Linked DNA regions of Danio rerio: region 2 is linked to region 1. The links are chromatin contacts, called in public Hi-C maps. All regions are on one chromosome and are shown on one strand. The core of a region is the stretch at or near the end of the contact, and the rest is flanking DNA. Distances in the headings are between cores, read along the strand shown. Region 1 has its middle 18 kb from the start of scn3b. Region 2 overlaps si:ch211-286b4.4.

Evidence for each region. Hi-C and Micro-C count contacts between places; a contact is called where the count stands out from the background.
Region 2: a Hi-C map of embryo shows a contact between it and region 1, with 1.8 times the contacts expected there. The contact joins two enhancer-like sites. A contact is called at or near these places in 4 of 18 Hi-C or Micro-C datasets (caudal fin, embryo, hematopoietic stem cells and 1 more).

What each region holds. Positions count from the first base shown.
Region 1 is chr15:24,593,506-24,599,517 of GRCz12tu, reverse strand. It overlaps a transcript of scn3b not described here. Among named protein-coding and RNA genes, the nearest start is that of scn3b, 18 kb to the left of the region's middle. Within about 2 kb of position 2,742, at least 3 of the 62 cell types and tissues checked have an H3K27ac peak or open chromatin away from gene starts, as enhancers often do.
Region 2 is chr15:24,677,158-24,683,182 of GRCz12tu, reverse strand. si:ch211-286b4.4 reads left to right here. Exons shown (of 105, transcript XM_073923669.1): 45 at 1,104-1,270; 46 at 1,461-1,694; 47 at 1,770-1,957; 48 at 3,761-3,869; 49 at 3,948-4,098; 50 at 4,172-4,311; 51 at 4,392-4,541; 52 at 5,790-5,915. Among named protein-coding and RNA genes, the nearest start is that of si:ch211-286b4.4, 48 kb to the left of the region's middle. Within about 2 kb of position 1,827, at least 3 of the 62 cell types and tissues checked have an H3K27ac peak or open chromatin away from gene starts, as enhancers often do.

The sequences.
Region 1 (6,012 bases), core at 1,493-3,992:
TGATAGCCGATTACTCCGCCGACATACAGCAACAAAAAGAGGACACTCTACAGTTTTACAAACATTTCTGCTGTTAGACAACATAATGTACTTTTTAGTGCCTATTTCTAATTATTTATAATTTCTAAGATATAGTGCATTAGCGGCCATTAGCCTGTCATTGAGCAAAGACAGTTGACGATGTTTATGCACAAGATGGTGACAGAGACCGCATAATAAGCCCTAAGAGAAAACATTGTAATTTCAAACTACAGCTGATCAAATTACTATTAAAAGAAGTAGAAATAAGACAAGCAATGCAACTCAGTTTCCTCCGCGATCCTGCTTTCTAGCCGAAACGCCTGTCAGAATATGAGTGCTGTGAGCATGTTAAGAGAGGGTCTGTTCAAATAAAATAACAATTCCCAATGAATTGGGAATTCCCAACTAATTTACAAACTGCAATTATTTAATGTAAATAAAAATAGTGACAAGATAAGATTGATTGATTGTGAATAAATGAACAAAAAAAAAAAAATTGACAATACAATTGACAATAAAAATCAAGCTTAAAATCTTTGTGACCAGCCTGACTGCTAATTATACCATCATTTAACCGCCCCAAAAAATGCAAGGGTGGGGTGGGTACACATTTTATGCCTAACATGTTGGATTCATTGCTGTAGCTGCTGGAAGAATACTTAGAACAGAAAGCATGTGTTGTAGAGAGACTTACAGTACAATCTATTACTTGGATTATGGGAAAATACATAATTCTAACATATTGATTACCAAACCACATAATATTTCATGTGAGCTGCTTTTGGTCTAAGTTCTATAATTTTCCTATCATTAGTGGAAGCATCTGCAGAAAGCTTCTCTGTTTAGTAAATGTGGCCCATGGTGTCATTGCATTTGCAGAAAGGTTGCATTTTGAACGATCTTGCAGCAATGATATAATTATGACATTCTTTGACTGGATTCGACAGCAGTTTTATCCACATTGCAGCCTTTTGTTTTTGTTCAGCGATATTCAGATCTATATATACATTTTTAAAATATTTTTTTTCATTTCAGATAGACTGATATGTTGACAGTACCAACAAAATCTAATTATTTGTTAGAATAACAACTGACTACATGTTCGTGTTTACTTTATTCTACTGTTGCTTTTATGAATTTCTAGAGTGGGATTTTATAATCTTTTTCTCCAGTGGTGCAGGCTTGTCTCACTGTTAACTTAGCCTTTTGCACTGTTTTATATAGGTCATTGCCAGCTTGCTCTACCCTGTTATGATGGAGCTGATCATCACTTGTCAAAGCTTGTCTTGTATAATAAACCAGACAATGCATTCAAAATACAAAAGATTGACTTCGTGTTAATCTTGGCTATACACTTGAAATTGGTTAGACTTCACAAACATGTAATAACTACCAACATGTACTTATATAAGTAGGGTTAAGTAGCCTACTTTTTAGGATAACACTGTATAATAAAGTGTTGCCTTATACATGCAGTCACTAAATAGTTTGCATACAATTAGATAATAAATATTTAATACTCCAAATAAGCAAAGCTGTTTTATCAGCAAGTGGTCTTTGTCTCCCTCTGTAGTTCATGCTCTGTAACTACTGCACGACACTTGACACTGTAAGTGAACTCGATGGGTACTCTTTTTTTTTCATTTTTTTTTTTAAATAAACAGACTTTTCAGGTACCATTGTTGAGAATTTGATATTCACAATAATTTTTGGTTTCGAAAAATTAAGGCAAAATCTGTCAAAACGTAAATAAATTGATAGTCACAAATTCATAACACCGTCTATGGGCTACGTAGGGGAGAGTGGGGATAAAAGTAACATTATTCATTAAAACCTGATTTTAAAAGATAATGTTTTAGCAGAAATATATTTTTGCTGTGGTTACTGACTCACAAGAGTGGTCTATCAAAATCAGGTGTTATTTTGTAGAACAACTCCATATAACTTTAACCAAAAGTTTTGACTTTTGACTCCATACGCAGGGTCAAAAGTAACACACGGGTGGGTCAAAAGTAACACAACGGTAATACAGTAGATTTACTGGCTTAATCTTGTTTATTTTAAATATATCTGACCGTGACCTTGTTAATATCAACTGCAAACAAGTCCTTTATTTTTGCAAAAATATTAAACTGCGTTTTCATTTTAAATTACAGTTCCAACAATGCAAATAGTTACAATTGTATATAATTTTTAAATATTTGTTTTATTATTTGGCAATATGCATGATTTTTTTAAACATCTGAATTACTGCAAACTCTAATGTGGAAGGGAAAAATAAGGTCCCGAAATAAACTTATTTTTGGCAGTTGCAACAAGGGTTGCATTCTGAATGCGCTGGAAAGAAAATGTTGTAAGGGCTTCGAGAAAATCGCTTTGTTGCTTTCGTCCCGCGTTAAATTCGTCCCCGCTCACCCCTATTTATTAATACAAACCCAGCATAGTTATAAAAAAGAAGGCTAAAAAATAGCCTATTTTAAAGTTAGGAGTAAATAATAGTGTATAGTTTATTTCAACTTCCCAAGTTTCCAAATAGGCTACTTTTTTGCTATGAGTTGTTTGACCACAAGAGTGCAGTGCTTTAGCTTAATTTGGATTGCAGCAAACATAAACACTGCAGGTAAGACTTCTCTCACAATGCCATTCGTAGTGTTAAACGACGCGTTTAGGGGATCTACAGACAGCTTTTGTTTTGTGGGGTCGTGGTCCTACCATTTCGCATTTAACGAAAAATCCATCCGACAGACCTTTCCATTCATTGCTACAGAGACAGAGTCCGCTCTAAGCCTCGGGGCTGACATTTGTAAAGTGGTCCCGGGAGACAACATCTGAAAACAAATGAATGTTGGGTTATTTTCTAGTCCTGCAGGCTTCTCTCACCTCAGCGCTGTATATTTTGATCCACCTGCCTGTATCAACATCACCAATGTGTCCTTCTGGGCTTATGACAGTACTTGCAGGAGTGCTATGCTTCTCTTTTATTAAAAAGGACTCTTTGTTTTGTCTGGTAATTGCCTCTCAAAGTTCAGAGATTAGAGACAGAAGAAAGGCAAATACAGGCCGCTGATTAAAGTGCTCTGAGAACATCCCTTACAAAGCGCAAGTCCCCGCTGAACTCATTTTAGGACGAAAGAAAGAGTGTATTTTTCTCAACTCAAGAGATCAGTAAGATTGAATAATGGCAGAGAATAAGAAAGAGGAAGAATGCTATTAAATTTATGGCTTAAAAATTGAGAAGATCTCTCTCATGACAAAAATCATCAGAGGGGGGGGGGGCGTCGATGATCTGATGCACAGCAGGCCACCGAGAGAAAAAAAAACTGCTGGTGCCTTGAGGAACTCTAGCGTATTAAAGCGCATTAATGTTATCAGGACGTAGGTATTTTCTATTCCTATTTTCAAATTTTTGTCTAGGCAATAAGTCTCCACTGTAATTGAAACTGGTGCCACATTCATGTTGTACCAGGCCTTGTAATCCTGTAGTCTTTTGATATCACTTTCACTTTGCGAACTTGTTTAATAGAAATAATATATTTTTTTAGTATTAATTAATAATGTTATGTTGCTATAAGGTGATCATTCATTTTAGTATAGAAATATTCTAACTTCATATTTCTGGCTTTATGTTTGAAAAACGTTTTTGTGGTAGAATAAAGGGACCCAGGTGTTTGCTATAGCCCCAGGGCCCAGTGTGTTCTTAATCTGGCCAATTAAAGTTAACAATTCAATTAAAAATTTCTCTTCAAATCTGCAAGTGTATGTTTCACCAACTATGAGATATCAACAACATCTCACAATTCGAGAGGGGTCTGGGTGCAGACTTTGTTGCAGTTGCAAGGTGAGCTGCATGCAATGCTTTCAATGCCTACACCTAACCCCGCCCCTAACCCTACCCTTCATTTTGAGGTAACTAGCACCATTGAGTGATTGTGTCTGACATTGCAAGTCTGAGATGAGAAGTCTCAGCTTGCAAATTCAAGTCTCGTCCAGATTAGGCTGTTTTCAAGGTATACTGCGGTTTGGATTTTAAAACTGCCAAAAGTTTCTGCTATACCATTCCATAAGGTATATGTAAGGTTTTTTTTTACATTTTGTTTTAAGTTTTTTAAGAGAACAGTATCTCCAGCAGAAAATATATCCAAAGATGCCATTTCAAATAGTTATGAAATCTGTAATGAAATGTTTTTGAAATTAACGACCCTTTCACACAGGGCGTCAGCCTCAACGCTTCCCATTCACTTTGAATGGGTGACTTCAAGCGTTGCTGAATTATACAGTATTTTGGGTCCGTCGACACTGCTTCAGCGGCGGTGCTGGCTGCAGATGTTGGGACTTTCTCATCTTTTCGAGCACCAATGGAAGCATCACCCAATCAGGTTGCTGTATGCAAATACACCAGCTCAGACAGTAGCCGATTGCTGACTAATTTCATTGGCTGATGCTGCTATGACGATCACGTCAGCCCCAACTTCAAACACGCCCTCAGTCAAGCATTAATGCTGAAGCCCTGTGTGAATCAGGCGTAATGAAGACAGCAGAAGTCAATGATTCATTAAAATTATTTAGCCTGAAATGTTTACTTTACCAAAATAAATTTTTCAAAGTAAAACATATTGTGTTCAAAGAGGAAAAAAGTTTTGTTTCATACCCAGATATTCAAAAAGAATATATTTTAGAGCAGTTATCCCAATAGAGTGAACTTGTGATATTTTTATCCAAGGTTATTATACCGTCAGAATCTTAATGCCTAATCTAGATACTACTGAGCTATTCTGACTTTTTACACAAATGCACAAAAGCTAGCACTTGTCAGAAAGAAGGTTGCAAATAAGAACTTGAATTTTTGTAATCCCAGAATTCTGAGGGGAAAAACAGTTATGGGATAAAAGAAGCAGCGTTATAAATATTCAGAATTGTGAAAAATTAACTAAGAATCACAAGAAAAAGTCAAAGAATTGTGAGTTTATTGGCTACTGAGAAAATTATTTTTGCTAAATTGAAAAAAAAAACTTGCAATTGAAATAGTCACAAATTCGAAGAAATGCGAAAACTAAACTTAAAATTTTAAGAAAAGGATACATTGAAAAAGTCAGATTCTTGCAATTCTGGATTGATTTCTGACAATTGTGAAATTAACCTATTTATTTTCCATATTTAGTTTGTATTTTAAATGTATAGCTCACATTTCAGTATTGAATTGTGAGATAAAATTCAGAACTGTGAGATTAAATGTCACCTTCTCAGTAATAAACAAATTTAAAGGTATAGTTCACCCTATTTATTTATTCTATGAAACAAACAAACTATATTTTAAGGAACACTTATTGCCAAACGACAAAACAAAAAATAGTTTTGCTAATGTTTTGCTAATAAAGTTTTAAATAGAGATAGTATGTAAAATAGAATCTTTAATGTTTTACAAAGAAAGTAAAAAAAAAAAAAAAACACTCAATAATTTGTTAAATGAGCCAGGGGTGTCAAACTCAGTTCTTGGAGGGCCACAGCCCTGCACAGTTTAGTTCCAACCCTGCTTCAATGCACATACCTGGAGGTTTAAAACAAGCCTGAAGGACTCAATTAGTTTGATCAGATGTTTTAATTAGGGTACTTAAAGCTAAACTGTGCAGAGCTGTGCCCTCTAGGAGTTTGACACCTTTGCATAAGGCTTTGTGTTATTGTGTGTATTATCTTATTGACAGTGATGTGAGAATGAAAGAAAGACTTTGTCTAGAAGAAAAGAAAAGTTAGGTCTTATTTTTAGGACTATGATATATGCACTGACACACAGGTAATTCAGAATCAATTAAAAAAACTACTTACCTCAACATGAAATATTACCTTGAAATATATTATTTCACCCAAACACTAAACAATTTCCCTATCAATTTATAGTGGGTACATGAAGTAATTTTTATATGGCCTGATGTCAATGACAGATTTTCAGACTTAATTGTAATTGGAGCTCAACATCATGGTGACTGCCCATGGGCC
Region 2 (6,025 bases), core at 578-3,077, 85 kb before region 1:
TGCCCTGTTAAACATAATTTGGGAAATATTTAAATAAGAAAAACAAATTTAAAGTAGGGCTAATAATTCTGACTTCAACTGTGTAAGCACACTAAATTAAAAATAAAACACACAGAGTGCAGCTAGGGTCAGCCTTCTCTCAAAAAATCTTTACTGACCAGGCGTCTCCTTTATAAAACTGCGCAGAAACTTTCTTAAACGTGAACATATGCCAGAATAAATCTTTAGTTATTTAATAATGATTATGGCTTATATGATGAATTAAAGTGGCTCAATTAAGTCAATATCTAAGTTAGGTTATGTTTACTCAGAGCTTACTTACTTTATAGATCACAACCTTTGCGTGGGGAAGTGGCATACTCATGTTTCCACCCTCATTTTGTGCGTATGTCGTGTATATAAATTAGTTTTTGGCTCTCAGGGATTATGAAAACTTGATACTGCATTTCATGCTATTTGTTCAAAGTGACCCACTGTTGCCCTTCCTACGCAATCTTTAAATCTGTCCAATCATGTGTTGTTGTTACATGACTGATTAATGTGCTTGATCTTAAAAAAGAGACATTGTTCCCAATGGCTTCTATGCTCATAATACGAGACAGAGTGAAACTTGGTCTTCATTTAAACTCAGTTGAATGAGTTCTTAAGTGAACAAGTGTCATTCACTGCTCTTCACTTAATAACTATCACTGTATATTTAGATCATACTGTGATGTAGACCAAGCAGCATTTTATTTTTACATGTAATTGCTGGAGTCGATGTCTGTATAGCGCATTATTATTTTTAATAAGTTATATTATAAAATTAGTTTTAATTTTTTTATTCTGTTTTTCTAATGTTCGTTTTTTGATTATTGACAACAAATCTGCTTATTAAGGGGTTGTTAATCATTTTGTGTTTATGCCCACCTAAACCTTTGCTTAAGGCCCTCAGAAGTCTAGAATGTCACTGCAAACACAATATATTACCAATGTTTTGCTTTCTGCCATGCTGTGTGTACATTTGTGATGAGATGAGTGCAAATGAACCATAGTTTGATGAAATCAAGTGAGTGTGAAACTAACATTATTGTGTTTTTAAAATTATGCCTTTTCACTTAAAGTTACTACTGTCCTGCCAATGGTTCATCATCGGAGGGCATTGAATGCCCAATGGGCCATTACTGCCCTATGGGCACTCATCTACAGAATCAGCACCCCTGTCCAGCAGGGACTATTAATCCCCATATGAGGATGGCCAGCCGTGAAGACTGTTTACCCTGCCCTTCAGGTACCATTTCTACAGTCGACTGAACTCCTATCGAGTCATTTCTCAGAGTTACGCATCTCTTATTCTCAGAGGGTGATGCTGCCCTACTTTCTCTCAGCATTGGAGTCACACCATTTTCAGCTACTGCCTCTTGTGCTTTCAGCATCTGTCAAAACTTAGAGAAATATCCAACAAACTCTCCTCCTGGCAGGTTTCTTCTGTGAGTCTGCTGGACGGAGTGCTGTGTCTGGACCATGTGCAGCTGGACACTTTTGTCTATCTGGAGCCACGTCCCCTACACCTGTGAATGCAGGAGCAGGTGGTGAATGTCCTCGAGGACACTATTGTCCTGTAGGGTCTTCGTCCCCGGAGCCATGTCCACTTGGCCACTTTAGCAACAGCAGCAGAAACACTAAGCTGTCTGACTGTCTGCTTTGCCCTCCAGGTCAGTGCTGTTCTTTAGGCACTTCAGACGCTGTATTTGGCCTGTGCTCATTTGTGCATTTTTTTCTTTTTGTAGGATTTGCTTGCTCCAGCAGGGGGCTCTCTTCTCCTTCTCATGTTTGTCAGATGGGCTACTTTTGTCCACAGGGTCAAAATTCCAGCCAGCCTGCCAACTACATTTGCTCATCAGGGTATATGTGTCCACCTGGCAGTCCTGTCCAGTTCCCTTGTCCAGTTGGGACTTACCAGAACCTCCATGGGCAGGTTAGCTCAGAGACAGGCTTGGTTGTAGATAGAAATGTGTTACTTAATTACTAATGTTAATTACTAGTGTTACTAATTAATTTATATAAAGATTAAATATAATAAAAAATAAGTATTATTTATTTTAATAGCATTTATTTTGTGAGTTGAAATAAAGAATAAATAAAATAAAGTATCAATATAGATATTAGATTAACTTAAAAAAAAATACAAAAAGTACAAAATGTTATAGCAAAAATTACTAAAACTAAAACTTAAACTTAAAGTAAAAATAAAACTCAAATAAAAATAAAGCTTACTCAAAAGATTAATAAACAATCAAAAAATTGACAAATAAAATTAAAATTTCACGACATTTATATGATCAATAACAGTAATTTGTGTTGGAGATGGTTTATGGAAATCACTTTTTGACTAGTTTTTAATTAAAATTACATACTAATATTTGGTATTATACTAATATGTCATTGGTAGATATCCCAAAAATTTTCAATTTACTCTTTTCAATGACAAATTAAGCAACTTTAATGTGTTCTGTATTGACCTTATTCTGCAATGTGGAAATGCGCACATGTTTGAGATTGTTAAGAAGGTCCGATTCAGTCACCTATGGTAGAAATTACTAGTAATAATAAATGGCACAAATCTTTCAAACTATTTGCTTTACAAACAAGTGTGTTCATGACTATAGATAAACATATATATATATACACATATATACTATAATATAATGAGGTGGTGCAGTGGGTAGCGATGTCGCCTCACAGCAAGATGGTCACTGGTTCGAGCCTCGGCTGGGTCAGTTTGCATTTCTGTGTGGAGTTTGGATGATTTCCCCGTGTTCGCGTGGGTTTCCTCTGGGTGCTCCAGTTTCCCCCACAAATCCAAAGACATGTGATATAGGTGAATTGGGTAAGCTAAATTGGCCATAGTGGATGTATGTGAATAAAGTTGTATAGATGTTCCATGCACTGGGTTGCAGCTAGAAGGGTGTTCGCTGCGTAAAATATATGCTGGATTAGTTGCCGGTTCATTCCGCTGTGGCGACTCTTGATCAATAAAGGGACTAAGCCAAAAAGAAAATGAATGAATAAATGTTCATTGTACAAAAGATCAGTATCAAAAGAGAACAAAGTGAAACAAATTATAGAGATCTCGGACGAGCCCCCAATTGTGTCACAGCCATAATTTAAATATGACTCGTGATCATAACATAATGTAACGTAAATAAACAACGCCCAAAGTGCTCCAACTAAATTATTCAATAACATAACATAACCAAGCAAAACAATCCAACATGACAAGAGAGGCTAACAACATAATAAATAACAACCAAACAAACCTAAAGCAGGTTGGAACTCTCCACTCCAAACAAATACCAAAAGTAAAGTATAAAGGAGAACACAACAATAAAGCCGTCAAAAACTGGTGGAATGAGGAATCGAGAGAAGTCTGCTTTCGTCTATTTTAAAGGCCTGACGCCACCAAATCAACCCATAGATAACTGAAAAGGGAAAAAGACAAACAAGATTAATTGCAAGTAATAATTGTGGGCAGGAGTGAAGGCCACAAGCAACAAATATAATACGAAAATCTCAACATAAAAAAGCAACAATAACAAGCTGTTTTAATGTCTAAAAATCAATGTAGCTGAATGAGAATGGAAGTCTCGAATCAAAAAGATTCCAATGGCTGTGTCTGCTCATACATGAAGAATAAGGTCAATAGAACAAAAAGAAAAACAGAAATGTAAAAAGCACCACAAGCCTAAATATTAAAACTGTATCTGCTTTATGTCCACAGGCAGAATGTTTGCTGTGCCCAGCTGGATATTTTTGTGCTGCTTCAGACACAGTAACAGGAGGAACTTCTATACCTGTGCCCTGTCCTGCAGGATATTACTGCCCTCCAGGTACTGACAAAACCACTGAGTGTCAGATCAAGACACCACAACGCTTCTTCAATCTATACTTGCTTTTATTTTAAACAGGCTCAGACTCTGGCATGCACTTCCCCTGCCCTGTGGGCACTTTTAATGGTCAGCCGGGCCTGTCCAGCAAGGATCAGTGTGTCCCCTGCCCTCCTGGTAAATACTGTAGCTCCTCTGGCCTGGACGCCCCTACAGGCAACTGTTCTCCAGGGTGAGTGGACTTATTAATGTCCTGTCAAATAATACAGGCCTGTCTCCTCATGCTCATCTCTGGGATTTTGCAGTTATGTGTGTACCCAGGGTGCCTCGCTCTCAGAGCCAGTTGGAGATTCAACGGGAGGCAGATGCACACCTGGCTTCTTTTGCCCAGCGGGTGCCAGCCATATGGAGCCCTGCCCTCTGGGCACATTCGGCTCATTAGAAGGTCTTATTCCAGCAGATGTAGCATGCTCGTGCTGTTAAATATGGATGATTGAAACTAGCATTGTGTGTGTTTTTGAATAGGAGCAGCATCTGTAGAGATGTGTCAGTCGTGCACTCCGGGACATTACTGTGCTGAATCTGGCCTCACTTCACCCTCTGGGCCCTGCAGTCCAGGATACTACTGTGTTCAAGGATCACACACACCTGCACCGCAGTACTACAACAACACAGGTTATTTTCTTCACTCACTACAGTGTAATGAATCTAAACATTGTAACCAGGGTGGTGATATTAGCATCTGTCAAACTTTATTTGCATTACATCATTAAAAAGTTATTATAATTAAAAAAGTATTGATATTAACATGGGCATCACAGTGGGGCAATGGGTAGCACAATCACCTTACAGCAAGAAGGTTGCTGGTTTGAGCCATGGCTGGGTCAGTTGGCATTTCTGTGTGAAGTTTGCATGTTCTCCCCATGTTTACGTGGGTTTCTTCCGGATGCTCCAGTTTCCCCCACAGTCCAAAGACATGAGGTATAGGTGAATTTGGTAAGCTAAATTGTCCATAGTGTATGTGTGTGAATAAGTGTGTATTGATATCTGATATTGTTGAAGCTGGAAGGGCATCTTCTGCATAAATCATATGCTGGATAAGTTGCCGGTTCATTCCGCTGTGGTGACCCCTGATTAATAAAGGGACTAAGCCGAAAAGAAATTGCATGTATGAATGAATGAATGAATGAAATTAACATTTTGTCACATTTGTATATCGATATCTAGATATAAATATCTAAATATTCCAAAAGGTAAATATTACCACCCTGGTTACAATGTTTAGATTCAATATATATACTGGATATATTTATTTATATTTATCTAATGATGATAATAGTAAATATGTAATTATATAGAAATTATGATAAATATTATAATAATAATTGTAATAAATATTGATTATGATGATGCTAATAATAAAATCTTTTCAAAAATGACAATAACAATCATAATGATCATAACGATAATATTCATTATATTTATGTAACAACAGTAAAATGACATTTTTAAAATTACGTTTTGTTTTTTTCATTAAACCTTATACATAATGAAAACTTCTGCCTTCAATTTTTTTCTCTTTTGTTAACAAAATATTATAATTAACAAACATTAACAAGTGTTGTCATTACAAACTTTAGAATGGAAAACACTTTCATCATGAGGTGCTCATATCAAAACGCAGCACTTCAGATTTCAGTGCAGTGCATCAGTTTTCATAGATATTTACAAAGAAATCTTTGCAATTTTATAATTGTTTTAAACCATACCACATTCTCAGACATAACTTTTCAAAACATGTCACTGACCAGCTGTCAAGAAGAACTATTTCATATACTGGCCAACTTAGGTTTTTACAATCATTAGGTGCTTCTTGAGTGTTCATTTTAGTCATTGATTGTAATGGTAATAATTTTGTTCCAGTTTGCGAAGAACCTGTTGGTCATTCAGCAGAGGATATCTATTCTCACCTTCAGTTCATTGGTGATATCTGTCCAGCAGGACATTACTGCCCCATTGGCAGTGTTCGACCAGAACCCTGCCCTCCAGGTAAAATTTTTAACCAATATTCAACCAAAAAAAGTAAACGCCTTACATCATGTAATAAAATAAAGTGTTGTTCTTTCTGTGTGGAGTTTGCATGTTCTCCCTGTGGGTCT